Regions from separate parts of the Oryctolagus cuniculus genome. Here region 1 is linked to region 2. The links are chromatin contacts, called in public Hi-C maps. All regions are on one chromosome and are shown on one strand. The core of a region is the stretch at or near the end of the contact, and the rest is flanking DNA. Distances in the headings are between cores, read along the strand shown. Region 1 holds the start of RTRAF (RNA transcription, translation and transport factor). Region 2 has its middle 51 kb from the start of NID2.

The links. A called contact is a pair of places that touch in the nucleus more often than the background predicts.
Region 1: a Hi-C map of embryonic fibroblasts shows a contact between it and region 2, with 2.3 times the contacts expected there. The contact joins the promoter of RTRAF here to the enhancer-like site in region 2. A contact is called at or near these places in 3 of 6 Hi-C or Micro-C datasets (embryonic fibroblasts, skin fibroblasts and an unstated tissue).

What each region holds. Positions count from the first base shown.
Region 1 is chr12:24,283,709-24,289,475 of mOryCun1.1, reverse strand. RTRAF (RNA transcription, translation and transport factor) reads left to right here and starts at 1,362. Exons shown (of 8, transcript XM_002718245.5): 1 at 1,362-1,984; 2 at 3,372-3,496. The coding sequence starts at 1,924.
Region 2 is chr12:24,146,032-24,151,695 of mOryCun1.1, reverse strand. No RefSeq gene overlaps it. Among named protein-coding and RNA genes, the nearest start is that of NID2, 51 kb to the left of the region's middle. Within about 2 kb of position 2,640, at least 1 of the 8 cell types and tissues checked has an H3K27ac peak or open chromatin away from gene starts, as enhancers often do.

The DNA.
Region 1 (5,767 bases), core at 113-2,612, 140 kb before region 2:
TTGCCGAATAACCAGCCTCAAGTGGCAGTGGCTGGGAGGAAAGCTTTATTTACTGGAACACGTCAAGGCGACGGGGAAGGGAGAGCACCCTCGAGAAGCTGGCTTGCTGAGGAGCAGTTGGCCTGGCCTTTCAGAGCAGGGCTTCTCAGCGGACCCGCACCCAGAAGGGAGGAAGGACTCTCCTGCTGCTCAGGCAGCATACTTTCCATACACCGTGACTCAGGCTGATTTCATGTTGCTTTTCTGCACTGACCGGTGGTCTGGCCTCTGAGCAGTGTTGCAAAATAAGCTCCCTGGAGCAGCCCTACAAGCTCAAGCAAGTCAGCTGTTCCCTTCCCTCATACTGCTAATTGCATTATCTGCAATTGCACGCATGTTTTTTTCCTCCCTTAGTTTCCCTTCATTGATGTTTTTTTTTTATTTTCCACTAATATTTCAATACTTACACAGCTAGTATGTGCCTGAGTATAGCTTCATCTTTGACCAGATTTTGTTGGAAGCAAACCACTTGTGAACTCATTTTCTTGATTCATTCCCTAAGTAAGTATACAGTGGCCTTATAATTCGCTTAACACTTTCTAACTCTAGATTATAAGTATTTATTCACACACATATGTTGGTTATTCTGCTTAAACTTCCCGAAAACAGAGTTTACTCATTCCTGTGTCCCATCGATGCGAACATGGTGTCGAGTTAATATCTTGAAATAAAATGAACCATCCAGGGTTGGCTTACCCCCGAGAACTTCAGCATCTCAGCGTAGCTGTCATGAAGCCCTTCTTGATCAGAGCCCTTGCTGGTCCTCAAGGCTTCCGCCCAGCCCCCGTAAGCTGCATCCTCCCCCAGCCAGCTGTCACTCATTGCTTGCCCTTACCCATCTACTGCCCTCAAAGGGAGTTCCTGTTTTGCCAGCAAGGTGAACTCCTCACCAATTTCAAGCTGTGGGTCACACTCAGGTCATCTGCTTAATGTTGTAAACTCCATAAGTAGGGGCCAGCTCTGCCTAGCCCAGTGCGTCCTCCCCAGTGTCTGAAAAGCAGGGAAGGACAGGCTCAGGAAGCTTCGTCAATACAGTAAGAACATTTTATTGGTTCTAGAAGGCAGTGGCACCCGTTAAGAGATACCTAGCCGAAGAGGCTATGGGCAGTTGTGTTTTAGAAAATCATGCTTCTCGCTGTGATTGCAGAAGGCAAGACTGGCCCTCAGAAATCCCTCAGAGTAAGCAGGAGTGACGGGAGCCCGATGTGAGGCGACATCAGTGAGGTTCACGGGGCACAGGAGGATCTGAGTTTGCAGGAAGTGGTGATCCACGCGGTGCTGTGACTGAGGGCACCTAACGATGACTTCCTCGTTCTGACCTCACTCAGCGGCTGGCGAAAGCTGGAATGTGCACACGCTTTTATACTTCTACGTTTCCCTGTGGATCGACCACCAACTAACCTTTGTTTTGCAATGTATTAACAGTGCTACAAGAACACCTCGTATGTGGGAAGAGCAATGCACGCATGAATGAATGCAGCCAAAATCCTAATGGGCAGTTCTGTGATCCAGTGAGCGCTGCTACGTACGACAGCAGCGGACAGCCTACATGTCTCACGCTCTACACGCCGCGGTGGAAAGCCAGAGGAAACTGCCTGGCCGGCTCCTGTCGGCCTTTTGTGCGACTAGGAAGCGGACAATAAAGTTAATTTGAGCGTCGACGTGCCCGGACGTGGCCCCGCCTCCTCACCCGGAGCTCCCATTGGTAGGCGCTTGCCGGCGGCCGCCGTTCTGAAGCTCCGATTGGCCAAGGCCGCCGTCACTCCGTAGCGTCGCCGCGCCCGCCCGCCCTCTCGCCGCGTCGCCGGTGCCTGCGCCGCCTGCTTCTCCTCGCTTCTCTTCTCCCGGCTGAGGCCCGGGGGACCAGAGCGAGAAGCGGGGACCATGTTCCGACGCAAGCTGACGGCTCTGGACTACCACAACCCTTCTGGCTTCAACTGCAAAGGTGAGGCGGCGGCCCGGGGCCGGCGGCGGTCCCTCCCCGAGCGTCCCCACCCTGCCTCCTCACCGGGACCCTCGGCGGCCTTGGCTGCCCCTGGGTGCCCCGGGGCCGCTCCCCGGGCTAAGGAGCCCCCTCTCCCGGCCCTGCCTCGGCGCCGACACTTTCTGCACTTGCTAAACTGCTGCCGCCACCCGGCCTTGGCACACCCAACGGGAGGCTTTCGTTGTTTTCTCACTTAAGCGGGGGTCGTTAGGCTGTACCTGGGGCACCTGCTGGGGGCCCGCGGCGCGCTGGGTTCTGGGGAGGGTGCAGAGGGGGTCACGGGCTGCAGCAGCCGAGCTCCAGGAGTGGGAGGCCCGGCCCAGGGAGCAGCCGCAGAGAGCAGGCGCTGAGGCCCGGGCGGGGCGGGGGGCGCGGGCTCGGGGGGTCGCACGGGGCGTGCACGGAAGTGAAGTAGCCCCTAAGCGGGCAGGCTGCGTCGCGAACACCGGAGTGTTGGGGGATGTTCCTGCGTTGAAGTCTTTACAAAGTCGTGTTCCTGCTGGCCTCCGAGAGGGACCCCCGAGTCCAGCTTGCGGCGCGGCGCTCAGAGCACCGCAGGCGGCCTGCTGAAACCGATTTCCGAGCCGACTACGTGCTGGTTTTTTCCGTCTTGCGTAGAAGCGTAGCAAACGGTAGTGGTGTGTTTTTCCACTTTGCCTTTTACTTAGTGGACAAGGGTCCGTGGCGCTGTAGCTCAAATGTGGGTGTGAACCTTTGCGCCCCAGTTTGCTCGTCTGTGAAATGGGGCTATTACCCGTATCATAAGGGTGTGTTGAAAGGGGGTGGGCTGAAATCGTGTACGAGGTGCCCTTAATGTGGGAGTAACCTTCCGTGATACCTGCTGTCTTCCCTAAGTTTTGTCATTTGATCTGTTATTCCTTATTTCATTTTTCCTTATTAATTCTGTGGCAAAAATTAAGCCTTAAGTAGTCTCGTCTCCCCCTGAAAGGAACCGGAATATTAATAACATTAAAACAGCGCAGCTCTATGCTAGACACTTTGTTCGTCTTCACATAAGCTTCCCGGCGATGCCAGATACGTGCTAATATTATTAGCCCATGGAGTAGGTGGAAGACTCTGGAGCACAGAGACTATAGGTGGTGTCCCCAGATCCGCGTAACCATAGAACCCAGAATCTGAACCCAGGCCGGGACGGGAACAGATGATTGTTACTGTCTGGCTCCCGTCTGTACTTCCGACTCGTACTTCTGTCAGCTCCATGAACTTAGTATCTTGGGGTTGAGAAAAGTCCACGAGACCAGTTATCTGTGGAGGAGGAAGTGTTCTGGGGAATACGTGAAAGTATTCTGGTGAATATTTCTGGTGACTTGGTGACTTTTTGTTGCAGATGAAACAGAATTTAGAAACTTCATCGTTTGGCTTGAAGATCAGAAAATCAGACACTACAAGATTGAAGACAGAGGGAACTTAAGAAACATCCACAGCAGCGACTGGCCCAAGTTCTTTGAAAAGGTAACGAGTCAGGGAAGTAGAAGCAAAGCAGAGCTGCGTGGAAGCAAGCTTGCGATGACTCGTCCTTGGACGACAGTGATCGTCGTTGGAAACGCGGACTTCAGTGGTTCCGGTTTTTTTTAACTGTGTTTCTTTTTTTTAAGATTTTATTTATTTATTTGAGAGGTAGAGTTATAGACAGAGAGAGACAGAAAGCTCTGTCATCCATTGTTTAAATGGCTCCAACGGCCAGAGCTGCGCCGATCCAAAGCCAGGAGCCTCCTCCTGGTCTCCCATGGGGTGCAGGGCCCAAGGACCTGGGCCATCCTCCACTGCACTCTCGGGCCACAGCAGAGAGCTGGACGAGAAGAGGAGCACCCGGGACTAGAACCTGGTGCTCATATAGGATGCCAGCGCTGCAGGTGGAGGCTTAACCTACTATGCCAGCGCACCGGCCCTGTCTGTGTTTCTTTTGATTCTAGAGAGAATGATATCCCTTCCTACCAAGCCTGAATACTACATAGAAATAATTTCCTCTGGAAATATTGTGAAGCTTCTTAAATAGTGATATGTAGTCTTTGATTTAATGGCCAAAATCAGATTTTTTACATTACACTAAAAGTGCAGTAATAATACACTTTTTAAAAAAATTTGACAGGTAGAGTTATAGACAGTGAGACAGAGAGAAAGGCCTTCCATTGGTTCACTCCCCAAATGGCTGCTACGGCCGGAGTTACGCCAATCCGAAGCCAGAGCCAGGAGCTTTCTCCTGGTCTCCCATGCAGGTGCAGGGGCCCAAACACTTGGGCCATCCTCCACTGCACTCCCAGGCCACAGCAGAGAGCTGGACTGGAGGAGGAGCAGCCGGGACTAGAACCCGGCACCCATATGGGATGCTGGTGCCGCAGGTGGAAGATTAACCAAGTGAGCCACGGCGCCAGCCCCCAATACACTTTTACCAAATCTTTTGGAATAACAAAACATTATTGATAAACTTAAAAACTAAGACTGCCGTGTTCATGCTTGTTTTTTGTTTAAGATTTCATTTATTTGAGAGGCAGAGTACAGAGAGAGAGAGACGAGATCTTCTGTTCCCTGGTTCACTTCCCAAATGGCTGCAATGGCCAGAGCTAGTCTGATACAAAGCCGGGAGCTGGGAGCTTCCTCTGGGTTGACCACATGGGTACAGGGGTCCAAGCAGTTGGGCCATCTTCCAGTACTTTCCCAGGTCACAGCAGAGAGCTGCATAGAAAAGGAGCAGCCAGGACACGAACAGGCGCCCATATGGGATACCAGCACCTCAGGCAGAGGTTTAGCCTACTATGCTGTGGTGCTGGCCATGCTTATTTTTAATGTACGCAGATGTCCGTTATGTGCAGTAGAAATAGTCCTAGGAAGGTCTGTGTGTATGTCATTTTTGTGGCTAAATTTTTTTTCCATTGACTTAGTTTAATATTGTGATATTTTAATAGAAATACTTGTTTTCAAAATAGAATAAAGATCACATTTTACAACTTTTTTTTTTTAAAGATTTATTTATTCATTTGAAAGAATCATAGAGAGGAAGAGACAGAGATCTTCCATCTGTTGGTTCACTCCCCAAATGGCCACAGCAGCCAGGGCTGGGCCAGGCTGAAGCCAGGAGCTTCTACCATGTCTCCCACGTGGGTGCAGGGGCCCAAGTGGTTGGCCATCCTCTGGTGCCTTCGCAGGTGCATCAGCAGGGAGCTGGATTGGGAGTGGATCAGGTAGCATTCAAACCAACCCCCATATGGGATGCTGGCACTGCAGATGGTGGCTTAACCGGCTACGGGGCACCCCATGTTTTACAGCCTCTACCTACATTAAAAAGTTTTCATCATCGGTATTTGATGTGTAAGAGCAAAGTGATTAAACACCTTTCTCCTTAAATTCAGTGACTTTTTTGACAAGGAGATGATAAACCCATGCTGTGAGCCTCAGGAGTGGCTCTGTGAGTGTTGTACCCACATTCTAGAGTGCTTCACAGAGTTCTTAGAAAAGGGAAATTAGAAGGTAATCTCTTTCGGTGAGAACAAATTAAAATGTTTGCCTAAAAGAGATCTGCAGAAAGGTCATAGGAAATGTGTATTATGAAAAACAGTGCATGAATTTCAAAAGCTTTTTGTGCCAAATATGCTTTTAATTCCATTTTTCATGACCTTTTTGAAGTCCCCACGACCTGTTCATGGAAGTGCCTGGTGCATAGCAAATGCTGTGCGCTTGTTATTGCTACTGCTGGATTATTTGCCTTTGTTCTTAAGAAAATACTTT
Region 2 (5,664 bases), core at 1,391-3,890:
AATCCTGCACCCTACTCTACCCATCGGTCACATCACTGCCCTCTCTCTCCAGAATTACAGCAACCCCCATGCTGTCTGCACGCACCACCCTTCCCACTGTCCCCCCAGACACTCTGGGCAAAGCGCAGAGTGATTTTCCTAAAACACAAAATCCACTCTGCTGCTCTAAAGGGTTCAAGGTCTGTGAACACAGTTTGCATTCCTCCAAGTGGCTGACGCTGGAGGACCTGGCCCCTGCACCTTTCTCCAGCTCTCTTTGGCCCCTTTATACCCACCCACCCCACCTCCTTCGTTGAGTGACCACCCCCTCCCCCCAGTAACAAACTTCTTTCCCTTGCTCCTGTCTTTTCCAAGCTGTCTTTCCTGCTAGGAACAGTTTTCCCATCCCCCACCCCCTTTTTTTAAAGATTTATTTATTTATTTGAAAGTCAGAGTTACACAGAGAGAGGTGGAGAGGCAAGAAGAGAGAGAGATCTTCCATCCACTGGTTCACTCCCCAGTTGGCTGCAATGGCTGGAGCTGCATCGAACCAAAGCCAGGAGCCAGGAGCTTCTTCCAGGTTTCCCACATGGGTGCAGGGGCCCAAGTATTTGGGCCACCTTGTACTGCTTTCCCAGGCCATAGCAGAGAGCTGGATCGGAAGTGGGGTAGCTGGGACTTGAACCGGCACCCATATGGGATGCTGGCACTGCAGGCGGCAGCAGCTTTACCCCTGGACCACAGTGCTGGCCTCTTCCTGTCGCTTTCACAGGGGCCAACTCCTACTTAGCCTTCAGGCTCTGCTCCGGGAAGCCCTTGCCAGGCCTCCAAAGTCAGCAGAGACCTTGCTCTAGCCCCTGCAGCTCAAGGAGCCTCGCTCGGCATTCCTCTCTCGGCACTGTGGGTTTTCTCTCCCTCGCTAGGGCATGAGCCCAGGAAGGCAGGGCTGTGGCGCTCTTCACGTAGAACGTGAGCCCACATGATGCAACCTTTAGGACCTCAGAGCGGTCTTTACGGGGCCTTGGGTGGTATTCCATGAACAAGCACAGAGCCCAGCAGAGACACAGCCATCCTCCTCCTCCCCAAGAATGGATTTGCATGATTGTGACTTGCAGATTATCTATTCATTCGATAAATTCATTCAGCAAATACTATGGAGGGCCAGAGATAATCCATCCATCAGATCCAGCAAAAAACCAGAAGAGGCCTAATCCTTATCCTCGGAGGGACAGTTTTAGAGAAAATTACGTGGTCTACAGCCTCTTTTTCCCCAGCAGCCATTCTGGGTACCAGCTTGCCATTTGGTGGGAATTCTCCCCAGCTCTCAAGGAGTCCGGCACATACTGGACCTCACGGTTCAGAACCATGTTGCGAGCTTCTGCCATTTCATTTTTAGCTTTAAACTTTTTATCATGGAAGATTTCAAGCATACACAAGAGGAGAGATAATAGGATAATAAATGATTATATTTCTAACACATCAACATGTGGCTACAGCTGTCGCATTTCTACCTCCCACACACTTTCCCTCTGCCCACTAGATTATTTTAAATCAAAACCAGACATCTAGTCATTTCATCCACAAATCCCTTCTGAAAGAAGAGGGCTTTCATATGGACTCGGAAAATTGCAGGGTCATAGGGAGGTGAAGAAGAGACAATATGGCACCCTCAATGGGAATGAAAGTGCAAGAAAAAGTTCTGGCAGGGCATGGAAGCTGTGCACACAGTTAGGGAGAAATTGTCGCAGGAGGAGAGGAACTTGGGCATAGCAGGCAGAAATGACTATAGAGGCTCTCAAGGCCAGCCTGCAGAGCTGGGTTCCTGCAGAGAAGGTTGCGTTAGAGATAAAGTTTTAAGCATGATATGAGTAAATCAATGTCTGGGTGTCATGTTGGGTGAAAGCAGACCCAGAACACCCCAGCAGAAAAAATGAACAGAAGCAGGCACACAAAGGGGCCCATTATTATAATTCACCCTCACAAGGGTCCAGTACACCATGGTGATGGCAGAAATGGCGGGGGCAGGGGTGAAGGATGCGTTTCAAAGACTGCAGGAACAGAGCATGTTTCAAGACTCCACAGAGCGGTTAAGGAAAGAGTCAAAGACAACTACAAGCTGCCGAGTCTGGGGGGCCAGGAAATTAGAGACGGCATTCGCAAAGTCAAAGACGGTGGGAGGGAACTGCTTCGAGAGATTTTACATTTCATTTTCAATTTGATGATGGGACTTGGTAATTATAAATACCCAGTAGTGTGTTGGAGGTGCAGGTTTGGATGTTGAGTGCAAGAAGAGGCTTTACGTGACCCACCTGCAGGTGCGGGTGCAGGTCAGGTGTCTCTGTGAGTTTTACGCATGGAGAATGGAAAAGAAAGAAGAGATGAGGGGAAGAAAAACAGGGGAGAGGACCAGAGAAAAGGAGAAGAGGAGAAGGGAGAGAAGAAGGGACAAGTCAGGAGGAAAAAGATCTATGACTAAGAGAGACAAGAAGGTGGAAGGCCCAGGAGACTCAAAACATCTCAAAAGTCAAAGAGGAGCACCTTCTAAAGAGAGAAGCCTCAGTCGTTAGTGAGACCGGTGGTTGGAAAAGCCACTGAATAAGCATGATGTCATGCACCGTACATTCACAGCACACACAAGGCCACATTCAAGCTGTTGACCTTGAGGGCAGAGCACAAGGCTCATTTATTCCCCAAGCCCTAGCCTCGGAAGAGAAGGAGTAGTCTGTACCGGGAACGCCTCAGTTCCTGAATCAGCTAGTTGTTAGTTGTGTTGTGAAATGGGCTAGTTTTCAGAAGCTGAAAAATCCAGTTCTGCCTATATTCCTCGTAGTAAGTAAATGGCTTGGGAGAAAAGCAGGCCCCTGGTTTGGCACCAGGGATGGAATGACAAAGGCAGGATCCCCCAGTGGAGAAGAATGCACCCAGCTTGGAAGGAGTAAGTTGTGTCCTAACACAAATTGTGATTCAGACACAAGCTGGGTGCCGTTTTTGGTGACTTCAGGGAAAATAAATACAACATAAGACTATGTTCAGCAAACTGAAATTCTATGAAATTATATTTATCATGGGGAAATTTCATCATGGTATGGTAGAGGGTGATGACATTTCAAAATACAATCAGAAGGGACATCTAGGCCAGTGCCACAGCTCAATAGGCTAATCCTCTGCCTGCGGTGCCGGCACACCGGGTTCTAGTCCCGGTCAGGGCGCTGGATTCTGTCCCGGTTGCTCCTCTTCCAGTCCAGCTCTCTGCTGTGGCCAGGGAGTGCAGTGGAGAATGGCCCAAGTGCTTGGGCCCTGCACCCCATGGGAGACCAGGAGAAGCACCTGGCTCCTGCCTTTGGATCAAGCGCGGTGTGCCGGCCGCGGTGGCCATTGGAGGGTGAACCAACAGCAAAGGAAGAGCTTTCTCTCTGTCTCTCTCTCTCACTGTCCACTCTGCCTGTCAAAAAAAAAAAAAAAAAACTTAAAATTTATGAGTTGTCTGCATGTTACCAGAATCATTTTGAAGAGAAGGTTCTAGAAAATTGGTAGTGACAAGATGGAGAGAAATGGAGCCATAAAAAATGGGCAACTCATCAGATTATTTGGCTGGCTTAAATTTTCTTCAGTAATATCCAATTACTTTTATTTTCTTTACCTATGTTTTCCACGATTTTTTTCCCAATGAGTTGAACCTATGCTTATTTAAAGATCGTTGAGATTTCAATTATTCACCAAAAGTTTGTCTTTTCATTTTTGAAAAATGTTAATGATATACTAATTATATATTCTCAAACTAAGACAGAAGTAGAAATAACATAGTGAACCTGTTTGAACAATTAGTTAGCAGTTTACCATTTAAAAATCTATTCTCCTCACTTTTTCCCTCCATCTCTCCGTTCCTTTCTCCCACCATTGGAGCACAGTAAAGCAAATCCACAACACCATATTAATTCACCTGTTAGTACTTCGTGTGTGTCCACTTTTTACTGATAAGACATTTTTTGGGGACTGGGCACTGTGGCACAGCAGGTTAAAGCCCTGGCCTACAGTGCTGGCATCCCATATGGGCATTAGTTTGAGTCCCAGCTGCTCCACTCTTGATCCAGCTCCCTATTAATGCGCCTTGGAAAGCAGCAGAGAATGGCCCAGGTCCTTGGGGCTCTGCACCCTCTTGGGAGACTCAGAGGAAGCTCCTGGCTCCTGATTGGTTCAGCTCTGCCTGTTGCAGCCATTTGAGGATGGAAGACCTCTCTCTGTAACTCTGCCTTTAAAGATATAAATATATCTTTAAAAAGAAATTTTAAACAAGTTTTTCAAAATGACAGTCATGCCACAATGACAGTAATGTGATTTAAAATAATTCCTTTATATAATTAAGTACTAAGTCTATATTAAAATTTACCTGATTTTTATCAAAGGTGTGATTTATATGTTTGTTCAAATCAGGACCTAAACAAGGCCCACACTGGATTTGGTTGTTTACATCTCTTAAGCATTTTTGAGTCTCTAAAAATTCATTTCTCATATGCACTCTAAGGAATACTACACAGTGGTAAAAAAAATGAAATCTGGTCATATGCAACAAAATGAAGGAATCTGGAAAACATCATATTGAGTGAAATAAGTCAGTCCCAAAGGGACAGATATCATATGTTCTCCCTGATCTGTGACATCTAACTGAGCACCTAAAAGGAAACCTGTAGAAGTGAAATTGACACTATGAGAAGCAATGGCTTAATCAGCACTTGTCCTGGCTGTGGAGGAACAGCTTACTATTTAATTCTTTTTAGTATTTTTCTTTTTCTACTTAATACCATTGGTTGAACTCTTTACTTAATATAGAATTATTCTTCAGTGTTTAAATCCAATTGAAAATTGATCCCTGTAAAAAAATAAGAGTGGGAATAAGAGAGGGAGGAGATGTACAGTTTAGTATATGTTTCCAAAGACTTACACTTAAGGGTAAAGCTAAAAATTTGCCATAGGATTCCAAATTCCATTAAGTTGTCAGGTACTAATGCCATCTTACATGTTAAAATGATTATATTAAGTGTGTAACTGATCATAAAGATAGGATTAAGTGTCAAAGGGATCACATAAATTAGACCAAGTGTCTGGTAATAACAATAGATAGAATTAAAAAAGGGAGAATGATCCAACATGGGAAGTAGCCCACACAGAAGACTCATAGAATGGCAAATGCCCTAAACAGCACTCTGACCTCAGAATCAGCCCTTAAGGCATTTGGATCTGGCTGAAAAGCCCATGAGAGCATTTCAGGCACGGAAAGCCAAGACACTGTGGCAAAGTAACCTACATGAAGGATCTCTGTGAGTGAGACCCCAGTGGAAACCAGGGGCTATCAAAGAAGGATGTACTTTTCTCTGAAGGGAGGGGAGAACTTCCACTTTGCATATGGCCCTGTATAAATACTGACGGAGTTTGTGGACTCAAAAGGCTTCCATAGCCTTGGCAGCTCATGTCAAGAGCCTCAGGTATCACTGATGTCAAAAACAAGAGTGTTAATTGTTAAATCAACAACAGGAGTCACTGTGCACTTACTCCCCATGTTGGACCTCTGTCCTTAATGAGGTGTACTATGAAAATTAATGGTAAAACCTTTCTTCAAACAGTACTTTATACTTTGTGAGTCTGTGTGGGTGCAAACAGTGGAAATCTCTACTTAATATATGGTTGGTC